Linked DNA regions of Mus musculus: all the other regions are linked to region 1. A link is a contact called in public HiChIP or PLAC-seq and promoter capture Hi-C data. All regions are on one chromosome and are shown on one strand. The core of a region is the stretch at or near the end of the contact, and the rest is flanking DNA. Distances in the headings are between cores, read along the strand shown. Region 1 holds the start of Camsap3 (calmodulin regulated spectrin-associated protein family, member 3). Region 2 holds the start of Cers4 (ceramide synthase 4). Region 3 holds the start of Ccl25 (chemokine (C-C motif) ligand 25). Region 4 holds the start of Evi5l (ecotropic viral integration site 5 like).

Region 1 (3,053 bases), core at 218-2,717:
CTCCCAGATTGCCACCCCAGGACAGCTAGTGAGTGAACCATTTATATCCACCTGAATCCTCAGGAAAATGTGGCAGTTTTTGTAGCTGCCAAGGGCCGGGCAGTGGTGCCACATGCCTTTAATCCCAGCATTTGGGAGGCAGAGGCAAGTAGATTTCTGAGTTTGAGGCCAGCCTGATCTACAGAGTCAATTCCAGGACAGTCAGGGTTACACAGGGAAACCCTGTCTGGAAAAACCAAAATAAATAAATAAATAATAAAAAAAATAAAATCATAGCTGCCAGCCTTTTTCTAAGATCCATCTAGTCAACAGAGGGGAGTCCCTTAGGTTCTGCCTCACCTCACTCAAGCCACCTGTAACACAGGCCCCCAAACAGTGAGTGTTCCAACCCAGTTCTGTAGATAAATAGATTTGTATTATGGAGCTGGGAATGCTGAACCTGAAAACACACACACACACAAAAGACTGTTTATACCAAAAAAAAAAAAAAAAAGTATGCACCTACACATCATTAGTCACACACAGAAAGCCCCATGCACACAACCACACCCGCAAACACACAGATCCTCTCAGACCCTTACCTACATCTAGTCAGAGGCTTTCTTCAACAAATACTGCAGATATCAAAGGTACACATCAGGACATTTGCAATCCACCTAGTAACCCTACAGAGCTAATCTCACATACACAGCTTTTCTCCTGCCTAAATACACCCACTTGGTATCTCTGCCATCTTCCTGCCCTGACAGAGTCAACAATTACACCCTTATATGATAGATGTGTTTAGACTCACATCATTCTTTCTCCCCCCGCTCTTTCTCTTCCTTCATTTCCAATCTTAGAACACAGAAGGTTGTACAACACAATTCTTTGATTTTACTTATTTATCTCATGTATCCCAGGATCACCTTGAACTTACAAAAATTCTCTTCTTCCCACTTCCCAAGTGCCATGATTCTAGGCATGTACCTACCACCATCCCTAGCTTATTTGGTGCTTGGGATGGAGGAGAAGGTTTTGTACATACCAGATAAGGACTCTGTCAACTAGGGCACAACCCTAGCCACTTAATACAAACCATTGTACCACAACAGGTTTGAAACAGTCACCTTCACAAACAGATGACATCACAAATCTAGATACCTATAGACAGAGATGTTCACAGGTACTCTCAAGCAAGTGGATACAAACACATTCATTTTCTTTTTAAACTAGGACAGAGTCTTGCTGTGTAGCCCTGGTTGGCCTAGAACTTACTGTATAGTAATAGCCACAAACTCCATATGCATATGTGAACTCCACCTGCATATGTGTGGGATCAAAAGCCTACATGGACATCCATGACAAAGGGTCCCTAAGCCTCTCCAGGGTCCGGGAGTGAGCAGGAACACACGCGCGCGCGCGCACACACACACACACACACACACACACACACACACACACACACGAGAACGCATACAGGGACATGCGTTCTTCTGCAGCCCTTCCCTCATCCGCCATCACTGCCGCCCTTTGCAGCAGGAGGACCTATGGAAGCTTTAATGTCAGTGGGGACCCATGTGGACCCAGGAGCCAGAGAGAACTGAGTCCAATCTGGGGGCGGGGCGCACCTGGGTTCCGCCTTGGGGCGGGGTCGACGCCGCGTCGCCAGCGCGCTCGACCGCACCTGGTTCAGCGGCGCCTCAGCAGCTTTATTAGTAACAGCAGCAGCCGCGGCGGCAACCCGATTCGGGGTGGCGGAGGCTCGGCAGCAGCGCAGCGCAGCGCAGCGCACGCAGCCCAGCCCATCAGAGCGCGCGGACCCGGGCGGCCGTAACCCCGGCGTCGCCATGGTGGAAGCGGCGCCCGCAGGGTCCGGGCCACTGCGGAGGACTTTCCTGGTCCCCGAGATCAAGTCTTTGGACCAGTACGATTTCTCTCGAGCCAAGGCGGCGGCGAGTCTGGCGTGGGTGCTGCGGGCCGCATTCGGGGGAGCAGGTAACCCGAGGGCCTTTGGGGAGGGGACCGGGGGAGCCAGGCTGGGGCGCGGCAGGTGCGGGGGGCGGGGCGCCAAGCCGGGGCCGTGGGAACAATAGCTTCGGGGCTGCCTAGGGTCCCCGAGCTTTTGGTCTTTGCTAAGCTGGGCCTCCAAGCTTCCTGCTCGGACGGGGCCCTTGGACTTTGCCCGCCCGGGTCGCTGGAACGCAGTCGGGGGTGGGGCCCGCCAAGAGGCTGTGCGCCTTGGGACCCCGGGATCAGAGCCCCCAGGTGAGCAGGGGTGGGGTCTGCAGACCAATTTTGTGTGTGGTGGGGGAAGGGTCTCCTGGTAGTCCTCTGCTTCCCGCCTCCCACCCCACTCCTCAGACCCCAGGGCCTAACTGCATGGCCAACTCCCCTTTCACACACATCAGAAGCCTGTGATGGTTCCTCCTACCCCCACCTTCCCTATCTACCCTCACAACGTGTACGCGGTGGCTTGGACCCCGCAAGGAGCGTTTTAAGAGATCAGAGCTACAGCTCAGTGACTGGGACACAAACCCTGCCTTGCCGGTGGCCAGCGTGTGTGTGTGTGTGTGTGTGTGTGTGTGTGTGTGTGTGTGTGGTGTGTCTGGGACCACTCTTTCGTCTCGATGGCCCCGTAAAGGCTGGCAGTTGTGACTTATTGCCACATTTTCCTGAGGATTCAGGTAGGCATAAATGGCTCATTCACCAGCTGTTCTAGGGTGGCAGCTCGGGCGGCCAGGCCTTCTCTTATTGAAGCCACCCCTTTTCTCCTCCCTTCCGCATGCCCACAGGCCTGAAGGACTAGGGCCATTCCTACTGGGCAAATGAGGAAGGTGGATTATCAGACCTGGGAAGGCTCTCCAAGTCCTGGCTTTGGGCAGCTTCAGCCACCACAGGATAGAACTGGGAGGCCAGGCTTGGCCTTGGGAAAAACAGAGGTTCATTAAGGTCTAGGCCTTACTGGGAGTAGAAGAACGAGACATACATGCACAGAGACAGAAAAAGATAGAGACAGTAGGAACAGATAGAGATAGAGAGAAGGAGAGGGGGAGAGACAGAAACAGAGATGC
Region 2 (3,053 bases), core at 346-2,845, 910 kb after region 1:
TTCCAGAACGACAAACTCCTCTATCTTCCATAATGCTCCTCTCATGCAACCCAAGTCCAAAATGAGTCATACCTCTACCCAGAAGTCAAAAGGCTTTTGGGAGTTGCTTCTCTTCTACTCCCATGTCCTGGCTATTGAACTCAGGTTGTCAGGCTTGGTGACAGACAGTTTTACTTGCTGACTTGCCTTGTCAGCTGAGGTTTCTTGTAATCTGTTAATTTACTCGGCTTCAGAGAGCCAGAAGTAGCTTCTTCCAAGGACACCCAACTACTTCCAGACTGTGGAGCAGGCCTAGGCATGCAAGTAAAAAGCTGACACCCCACTCTTCTTCAGCCATCCAACTTTGGTTGTAACTTCCACTGAACATTTCTCCATGACCCTTGTACACTCAAATCCTCCACTTCTCTGTGGACCTCTGGCTTGTATTTCCATGTCACTATCAAGATAAGTGGCTCCCATGGTCTAAGTGCTTGGGAATACCCTGTGTGACTTTCCTCTTTCACATTGGCATCTGGTCTATATATCACCCTTGGCTTATCAAACTCAGGGACACCTGTATACTAGACAAGCAGTCTACCTTCTGAGCTAGGCTTGATGTCCTTATATTATATTCTCTTTTACAAAGATGACAAGTTATTAGAAGTCTCTTCTAACTGCTTGCCCTAGAATTGTCTTTCCTCTGGTTGTACTAGGCAAGGAGAGGCCAACATCCTCCTGCATTATCCTAGGTCAAACAGTGGAAACAGCTATCACCCACTCTGACTTGTATCTCAGCTTAATCTCTCAGATCTTGCCTGATCTTTGCACCTCACAAAACCATAGCCGACATATTAATGTAATCTCCCTTCTCCTTTTCAATCCTGTGGACAGCTTCTTGGTGGGCCCAGGCCCAGCAATCCTCTAGGTTGGTCTGACCGACTCCAAGTACTGATGCCCTGGGGTGCTGAGGCCTGCAGAACGATCCAAGCTTCCTTTGCAGAGCCTAGCAGTGCATCTGAGAAACAGAGTGCAGGCAGAAAGACAAGCCAGAGCATCACAAAGAAGAGACCTAGAACTGGAAAACAAGATCCAGAGAGAGTGCCTAGTAGACGCTGCTGGGTTAAAACGTCAGAGATATGCTCTGCAGAAACCTACAGCATGGCTGGAGAAAGGCCAGGTGCCCACAACAGCCTCCGGTCGGGGCGGGGCCTGATAAGGCTGGACTGGGCTGGGGACCAGGCCTTGCCAGTTAGAGGAAGAGGCTGAAAGCAGGGATTGGGGTGAGGAGTAGCAGACCAGAGGTTGAGTGGAGTTGGGGGCGGGTCCTGGTGGCGGCGGCGGGTAGGGGGCTGTGGGCGGGGCCTGGAAACTGAAGGAGCTGGTAATAGTCTAGGGCGAGGCTGGAGGGAGGGTCCCAAGGTGCAGGATTAGGGGCTCAGGGCGGGGTCTGGAGGAGACAAACGACTATAAGGTGGGGGTCTAGGGAGGGGCCTGGTGGCGTGGGGGCGAGGCCAGGCCGCCGGTTGGGCAGTTTAGGACTCAGGGTTTTGGACCAAGCGGTTCTTTGGCCCACTGGGCCCGACCGCACTGAAGCCACGCCCTTTTCCCCTGCTCAGACCACGCCCAAGGCCCCATCAAACTCCTCCCGGAGGCCCCCTCCGGTCCTATTTCCTCCCTCGCGGGTGGAGGCTCTGTAGCGAGGAGTTTCTCGGCCCAGAGCGGTCTGCGGCTTGTCTAAGGCATCTTCGGATTAGCTGATCTCCGCACCGCCTCGGCCTGCATCTTGCTTTCTGAACCTCCAGGTAAGCAATCACCCCTCTCTGGGGGCGCCGCCCTAGTAGATACCCTCGAAACATTCCTCTCCTCCAGGGCTAAGAGCAGTCCGGCTCGGAGCCAAAACAGTCATTTAGTTTCCCATCATTTCTCCGACAAGGTATTTCTCAGAGTTTCCCATCTGGTCGGGGATCAGGTTGCATTCTGATCTGAGAGCTGTGGTGCCCCCATGGAGCAGGTGCAGGTGGTGGACATGAATAGAAAACGCGCGGGAGAGAATGGGGGTTGTCGTGACGTGGGGAATCCGGACATGTGAACAGGCACTGCGCCACAGGAATGTCTGTCACTAGAGAATTTGTACGGAGCGCCTGCTGGGTGCTACCGACCCGACAGGCGAAGGCCGAAGGCCGCAGACACAGAGATTCGGGAACCACGTAGACCCAGCCTCTGGGAAACAAGGGAGTGTGTAGAGCACTATCCAAATCCTGGAGGAAGGAGGTTGAAGTGTTGTGAGGAAGCCTATGGTGTCTGAGGGAAAGGGGCAGCCTGTCATGAGGGCACCTGCTATGGAGAGCTTTCTGGGCCCAGGCCACAAAATCCTAGGGAAATGGCCAGGCTGGTGTATTTGCAGACCAGAAAAGAGGCTGGAGTGTATACAGGGAAGAAAGGAGGTAGGGAGTGGTTGACCAGGGCTTGGAAGACAATGAGGAGCCCACAGCTCCATCCTCCGGGCTGTGTGTACAAGGGATGTTTAAGGCAGCAAGCAACAGCCATCTGATTGTGTCTTGAGAGGAAGACCCTGCCCTATGCTGGGAAAGTTGAAAAGACACCAGGGCAACCTGGACGTCTGGCTGGACCCCTGATGGAAGGTGCGTGAAGTGATAAGAGGTAAGTTAGAAATTCTGTGTTTCCCCCCAAGAATTGTGTTTCATGCTTGTTTGGAAGTGAGATGTGAGGAAGGTCTGTGTGAAGCTTTCCGAGGTGGTCTTCTGAGAATTTGGAAGGGGCCTTATTTTATTTGGGGGAAGGGCTAGGTTGAATCTAGGGCCTCATGCTAGACAAGCACTTTGCCGCTGCAGCACTTTGGTTGCTTCCTTCCTTCCTTCGTGTGTGTGTGTGTGTGTGTGTGTGTGTGTGTGTGTGTACGTGTGTGTGTGTGTACACTAACTTGTGGTGTCAATGTGTGTATGCATGTGTGTGTGCATCTATGTGTGTGTGGAGGCCAGAGATTGACTTCTTATGCCTTCCTCTCTCACTCTCCATATTAGTTCCTGAGACAGGTCTCTTAACTGAACCTGGAG
Region 3 (3,053 bases), core at 200-2,699, 760 kb after region 1:
TCATCCTGGGGGGCCTTAAGCTTCACTCACCTGCAGCCGGCCAGCACCCTCCACTGCCCCGCGGAGTGGGGTAGGGGGTGGGAGAGGGCAAAAGACCCCGACTAAGTAGAATTAAATACAACAGGAGGTTCGGAGTGTGAGGAATACCCAGAGAAAGGACGTGTCGCTAGCTGCGGATGCGAGTGATGAAAAGTTAAAAGCGGTTAGTTGTGAGTTCTTGTGGCAGGCCTCCCCGTTCCTCCTCCCCGCCCCGTCCAGCCCCGCCCCATCTTCCTAAACACTTTGCCCCTATCCCCCAGAGGGTCAAGTTAACCAAAGGAAAGAAGAAATGCTTTCAAAATGAATCTTGTTTTGCTTCCTGCAGACAACAGACGCTGTCACCTGGATCCTGGCTTCACATTCCAAACCAGAACATTACTTTCTTTCCAGTGTTGTGGTTACAAACAGTTTTGTTAGAATGGCTTTCATTCCGTATCACTCACTGCCCCACTGAAAGTGTACCTTTCCAGACCGGGAGCTGGCTGAAGGAGTTTGCTGCAAAACTTGATGACCTTACTTTGATTCCAAGCTCCACTGACTCTGCAAAGTTGCCCCCAGATCACCATGGTTCTCATGTCCCCAGCCTCCCAAATAAATACAATTTTAAAAGTGGGCCAGCAACTGGAATTTTATTCAGCAACTAAAAAATAACATTATGGTCCAGCACTTGGGAGGCAGAGGCAGAGGCAGTCGGATCTCTGTGAGTTCAAGACAAACCTGGTCTACAAAGTGAGTCCAGGACAGCCAGGGCTCTGTTACGCAAAGAAAGTCTGTCTCAAAAAAAACAAACAACAAAAACAAACAAACAAACAAACAGGAAAAGAAAAAGAAAGAAATTATGAAATTTCAGGAAAACGTGTTAAGGCCAGGACAGAGCAAGAGAGCAAGAAAAGGCAAGATGGCTCCGTGGCTCAGTGAGTAAAGGCACCTGCCACCAAATCAGATGACCTTTGTTTCATCCCCAAGACCCACAAGGTGGAAGGAAAGAATAGATTGTTGTCCTCTGACCCCACAGATACGCCATGATTTATGTGTGCCCTGTTCTCATGTACAAAATAATAATAAAAATTAGAAATAATAAAACTTTTAAACGCAGCTAACTATAAAAAGATCCGTGAGGAGATGGAATAAAAAGCTTGTAAGGGAGAGGGCTGCGGACAGTATTGGACCTCACATAATAAGGTATTGGGAGGGGATACTGATTGAGAGGCCTGGCTGCATAAAGTGCCTCAAGGTTCATGGGGCAGGTAACCTGCAGAGACAGATGTAAAATAGGACTTGGTCTATCTGAAGGAGAGAGAAGTCCCAAGTCTCACAGAGCTGGTAGAGAGGAGGAGCAGGAGGAGGGAGGGAGAGAAGAGAGGGGGCAGGTCACTGCAGGGTGGGGCTCTGACTATAAAGAATGAAGCCAGTTCACTGATCCCATAGGCAATACACGCTACAAGCAGGCACCAGCTCTCAGGACCAGAAAGGCATTGGTGAGTCTTTTTCTGACTACAGCAGAGGCTAGAGCAAGTCCTTTGCCATCTGCCTCTCTTTCAGAGAGTTCCAGGGGTGGCTTGAGATACTGATGTCTTTCCTTCCACTTTTATAGGTGGCCCCCTTAAACCTTCAGGTATCTGGAGAGGAGATCTAACCTTCACTATGAAACTGTGGCTTTTTGCCTGCCTGGTTGCCTGTTTTGTTGGGGCCTGGATGCCGGTTGTCCATGCCCAAGGTATTGTCCTTAGCTATACCTACCTTGCCCCGGTTTGGGCATATTGCTTTCTCTTCTCACTTGTCCTTCTCCACTTGTTGAAGTCTCCCTGTATTCTGTATCCTTTGAACTCTTCAGTGTCTCTTGGGAGGTTGGGCATAACAAGAATTCCTGGTACTACTGGAGGTAGATGGGTAGAGATGAAGTGTCCCCAGCTACTTACTCCCAGATCCCTCACTTTCATTCTGAAGTGCTTCCTTTGCAAGACTCAAGAGGTTTAGGGGCTGCAGGAACCTGAGGGTGGATTCCAATTGAGGAGAAATTCACTTAGCCAGAAATGCATTTTGATGCCCTTCTTCTGCCTAGTTAGGGGATGTGAAGTTAAGCTCAGAACCCTGAAGACTCTCCAGACTGCATTCCCTGCCTTTCCTCCCTGTGTAATCTAGGCAAGGGGCTAAGATTATTCTGTGTGGGACTCAGTGTCCCCATCTGCTAAGCAGGAATGAAAATTTAAGGATCCAATGAACTGCAAAATACTCTCAGCTGCAACAGGATTCCCAGCCCTGTGGTCAGGGAACCATCTTTGTCTTCTTTCTTGGCCTCCTGGAAAGCAGGTACTGGAGGATTCAGTTACCCAAGGCCAGTTCTCAGGGGCATGAAGCATCCCCCAAGAGTCCTGTCACTGGGTGCTTCATCTCAGAAAAAACTGTGAAGTCCCAGCAGGTGTCAAGGCAAAATCCCAGGCCAGGTTGAGGACCAGGATCCCTGCTTTTGCCTTGCCTGCTCTTCTACAGACAGGTCGTGCACCTTCAAGCTTCCACCGTACCCATAGAAAGCCAAGCTTGGCTTTTTTTTTTTTCCCATTCTGCTATCTGGGCCACTCCCAACCTCTGCCCTTTGATCCTGGGAGAAAAATGGCCCCCAGTGTTGGAAAACACCTGTCAGGGATCCCTGAAGTCCCATTTCTTATCTGACACCACTGCCCCTTGTCCTCAAGAGCCAAGGTGGAGCAATGGCAAGGAGGATGAACTCTGTCCCTGAACCTCTACTAGGCTCTACTTGTCCTCAGATCGAGGAACCCACTGTCTTGCCAACTTTCTTTATTCATTTGCTTCTCTCCTCAGAACTTTCTAGGATCATCTCCTCCTCCTTGGGCACCTCCTCCAGCTCCAGTGCACCTTCTTTCATGTAGATAACATTTTTGGCTTCCCTACCAGGTTGAGATACTCCTGAGCATTAGGTCTAATTCATGTCTGTGTTGTATGGCTCTTTGGTACCAAGAAGAAATCTTTAAGCTCTTGTTAGACTAACAGGGGAA
Region 4 (3,053 bases), core at 150-2,649, 580 kb after region 1:
CCCCCCCCCCCCCCGATCTTCAGCCATCATGCTGAACTTTTTTGTAGCCTTTTGTGAATCAGGCTGTACTCCACTACTCATCAGTCTCCTCCAGAGGGGAACCACTCCCCCTGCTGAACCTATGATCTCAGCTTTCCTTCTATGACACATCCTTCCTTGCCCCACCCTGTCCAAGGCCCATAACCCACACCCTGGAGTCATCCTCTTCTCAAGTCTTGTAGCTGTCAATGATGGGTCATACATGCTCTCTGCCCTCACTTACTTATTAAAAGAATCTAGGATCTGGCCAAGGTGGTGAGTGGAAGGTGAAAAGTGGGAGGATCTGGAGTTCAAAGTCACCCTCTGCTACACAGAAAATTTTGAGGTCATCCTAAGACTACAATAGACTCTGTCTCAAAAATTAAAATAAAAAAAAAATAAAAACAAAGTGGAAGGAGAAAGGGGAGGAGGAAAAAAACGAGGACAAGGGGGAGTCGGCAAAAGAACCAAGGTCCCATTCATTCATTCATTCTTCAAGCCTTTAAAGCAGCTCTCACGTGTGCGGCTCTGGACCCAAAGGAGACCTGACACCCCCTCCGCCGCTCTATACCCCATCCCCGCCCCGCCCCGCCCCGTCCCAGGAGAGATAATGGTTGGGGCAAATGAAGGATGCAATCGGCGTTTTGATGCCAGATTCACCCAGCAAGGGTAGGACCTGACCTAACCACCCGGCCACCACAGAGATGCTGGCTCTGAAGAGAGGCCTTCTGCATACGCCCGATCTAAAACCCAAGCCAGGAGCCCGGCCCTTGTCTGGTCCCGCCTATCCTTGCACCGAGACACGCCTCCTCATTAACTCCTCCATTTCATTCAGCCCATGGCCTTAAGTCCTACCGCCCAGGACGCCAACCTCATTCCCAGTCTCACGACTCCATTGGTCAAATACAAGAGCCCGCCTTCCATCAGTGTCGCTGACTGCTTAGAAGTCAGGATCTCTTTCACAGCACACCCCTCCCATCTCAACAGTTACCAGGGACGAGGTTTGAAGAGCAGATAGTAATGGACGGCTCAGAACCTCTCATGATTGGGTAGAATTCCAGCTCTGGGCGGGGCTTAGTGCTTTCAGCTAAGGGTTGCTCAAGGCCTCAGCTTTCCTTCCGAGGCACACCTCTCGCCCATCACTATTAGTAGTTTAGGTGTCGATCAATATTATTACTTATTTTGATAGGTAAAATTAGATGTCCATCACAGATTCTCTCATTTCAATTCGCTCCTCTCCTCAGAGAACCGTAGCCAGGGTCCGCCTCACGGGGTGGCTATGGATTGGTCAGGTCTTATGTCATTCTTCTACAGTGGGCGGAGCCAAAGGCCTAAGGGGGCGGTGAATTGGTTGACTGGGCTGGGGGGCGGGGGGCGGGGCAGCGGCTCCTGTCAGCGGGTGAAATGGCAGTGGCGGAGCCAGCGACGGCCGCGGTCCCCGGGGGTGGCTGATTGAAAGGGGCCGGGCCGCGGGGTTTGCGGGACCCTCGAGCAGACGTGACCGTGGGTCGGGGCATCGGACGACACAGCGCAGGGACAGCGAGGCTCGGCGCGGCGATGGAGGCGCTCTCGGCGCAGGTAGGGCGGCCCGAACCGGGCCTCTTCTCCTTGGGGGCGTCAGTGCTGCGGGGCCCCGCGGGGAAGCCAAACCAGGAGCGTGACCTGGGGTCGCCTCGCCTCCAGAATCCACGCTGGGAGCCTTGGCATTCCCAGTCCCGGACCCTGGAACTCCGGCCTCCGCCCACCCTCCTTCCCGATCCCCTCAGGATCCCTCCCAGGGCTCCTAAGACCCAGTGTCTCTTCGCGACGTCCCCCACAGGCTCAGGACCTCTGTACATCTTTCCCAAGACTCCTCTGTTAGAATCTGTCCAGGGCTTCCCCATCCCCCAGTCTGCAGACCTGCCCCCCCCCACACACACACACCATGAGCGTCTCCTTTCCAATCCACAACCACCACCACCACCACCCCGAGTCCCAGGACCCCTCCCATCTGCACATCTCTTGCCTTTACATCCCCCTAAACCTCCCACTTGGCTTCCTGTCTTCTGTGTCTGGCCTACACCCTCATCCTCTCCAAGGAGACCAAGATCAGAGCCCTATACTCTTTCTTTCTGACTCCACAGAAACCCATGCCTCACCTCTTAAACGGAAAGATTCCCAACTGAATCCAGAGACATCAGCTCAGCCTGCTCACTTGGCACCCCTCCTGCTCAAGGGCTCCAATAAAAACAAAAACAAAAAAAACATCACTTCTAGTCTTCTGAGAAGACTATACACTGTTGCTGATCTTGAGCCATCTAGATGGCATCTTCCTGAAGAAATGAACACTCAGGACTTCCCAAAAGACCAAAAGATAGTGCTGAATCCCATCCCCCATAGACACACCCTCCCCATCCATCTTTCTGATACAGAGTGGGGTCATTTAGATACCCCTAAATATACAGGAACCTAAGGGCCCAACCCAGACCCAGGCCCATGAGTGCTCTCCCCCCCCCATCTCTCTCTCTCTCTCTCTCTCTCTCTCTCACACACACACACACACACACACACACACACATGAGAACTTCTATACACCTTCTTGAGCCCAGTACCCTCAACAGACCTCCTAACTCAGACAAAAGACAGAAGATTGTGAGGTGGCAAGCTCTGTCCCCAGCACCTAGCCTGTCCCTTCCACCCCATTCTCTTTGAGTTGGGACTCCAGGGCGTGTCAGGGCCTAAGATCTACCTACCACAAATCTCTCCCCCCCCTCTCTCTTTCTTATCCTTTTTAATAGGAAGGACATTCTTTCCTACACCAGTGTCCCAAAAGGAACCAGTGCCCATCTCCAAATCAATGGCACCTCCCTATACATACCATGGGGAGTGAGATCTTCCAGCGGCTCCTGGCCCCAATCCTAAAGTCTGACCAGACTGGTAGGACCAGCATCCTTGAGCCTATGGCATCTGTTGGCCTCAGATGATATAGACAGTGCTGCCATCTAAGGTGCTCATCAAGGCCAGTTTCTGAGAGCCCTGTGAGTTCTTTTACCCAC

Evidence for each region. Promoter capture Hi-C pulls out the DNA fragments that hold promoters and counts their contacts. HiChIP or PLAC-seq counts read pairs in DNA pulled down with a chosen protein or histone mark.
Region 2: a promoter capture Hi-C map of hippocampal neurons shows a contact between it and region 1, with 3 times the contacts expected there. The contact joins the promoter of Cers4 here to the promoter of Camsap3 in region 1. A contact is called at or near these places in 1 of 39 promoter capture datasets (hippocampal neurons) and 1 of 115 datasets of contacts at active chromatin or transcription factors (astrocytes).
Region 3: an H3K27ac HiChIP or PLAC-seq map of embryonic stem cells shows a contact between it and region 1, with 4 times the contacts expected there. The contact joins the promoter of Ccl25 here to the promoter of Camsap3 in region 1. A contact is called at or near these places in 1 of 39 promoter capture datasets (pre-B cells) and 2 of 115 datasets of contacts at active chromatin or transcription factors (both in embryonic stem cells).
Region 4: a contact with region 1 is called in an H3K4me3 HiChIP or PLAC-seq map of embryonic stem cells, with 11 read pairs. The contact joins the promoter of Evi5l here to the promoter of Camsap3 in region 1. A contact is called at or near these places in 2 of 39 promoter capture datasets (frontonasal cranial neural crest and hippocampal neurons) and 4 of 115 datasets of contacts at active chromatin or transcription factors (embryonic midbrain, embryonic stem cells and stem cell-derived neural progenitor cells).

Annotation. Positions count from the first base shown.
Region 1 is chr8:3,585,983-3,589,035 of GRCm38.p6, forward strand. It overlaps Camsap3 (calmodulin regulated spectrin-associated protein family, member 3), which reads left to right and starts at 1,468. Exons shown (of 17, transcript NM_027171.3): 1 at 1,468-1,977. The coding sequence starts at 1,830.
Region 2 is chr8:4,491,810-4,494,862 of GRCm38.p6, forward strand. It overlaps Cers4 (ceramide synthase 4), which reads left to right and starts at 1,596. Exons shown (of 11, transcript NM_026058.4): 1 at 1,596-1,781.
Region 3 is chr8:4,348,139-4,351,191 of GRCm38.p6, forward strand. Ccl25 (chemokine (C-C motif) ligand 25) reads left to right here and starts at 1,450. Exons shown (of 6, transcript NM_009138.3): 1 at 1,450-1,517; 2 at 1,634-1,756. The coding sequence starts at 1,684.
Region 4 is chr8:4,165,168-4,168,220 of GRCm38.p6, forward strand. It overlaps Evi5l (ecotropic viral integration site 5 like), which reads left to right and starts at 1,400. Exons shown (of 20, transcript NM_001346730.2): 1 at 1,400-1,596. The region is part of intron 4 of 4932443L11Rik (a long non-coding RNA gene); the gene reads right to left.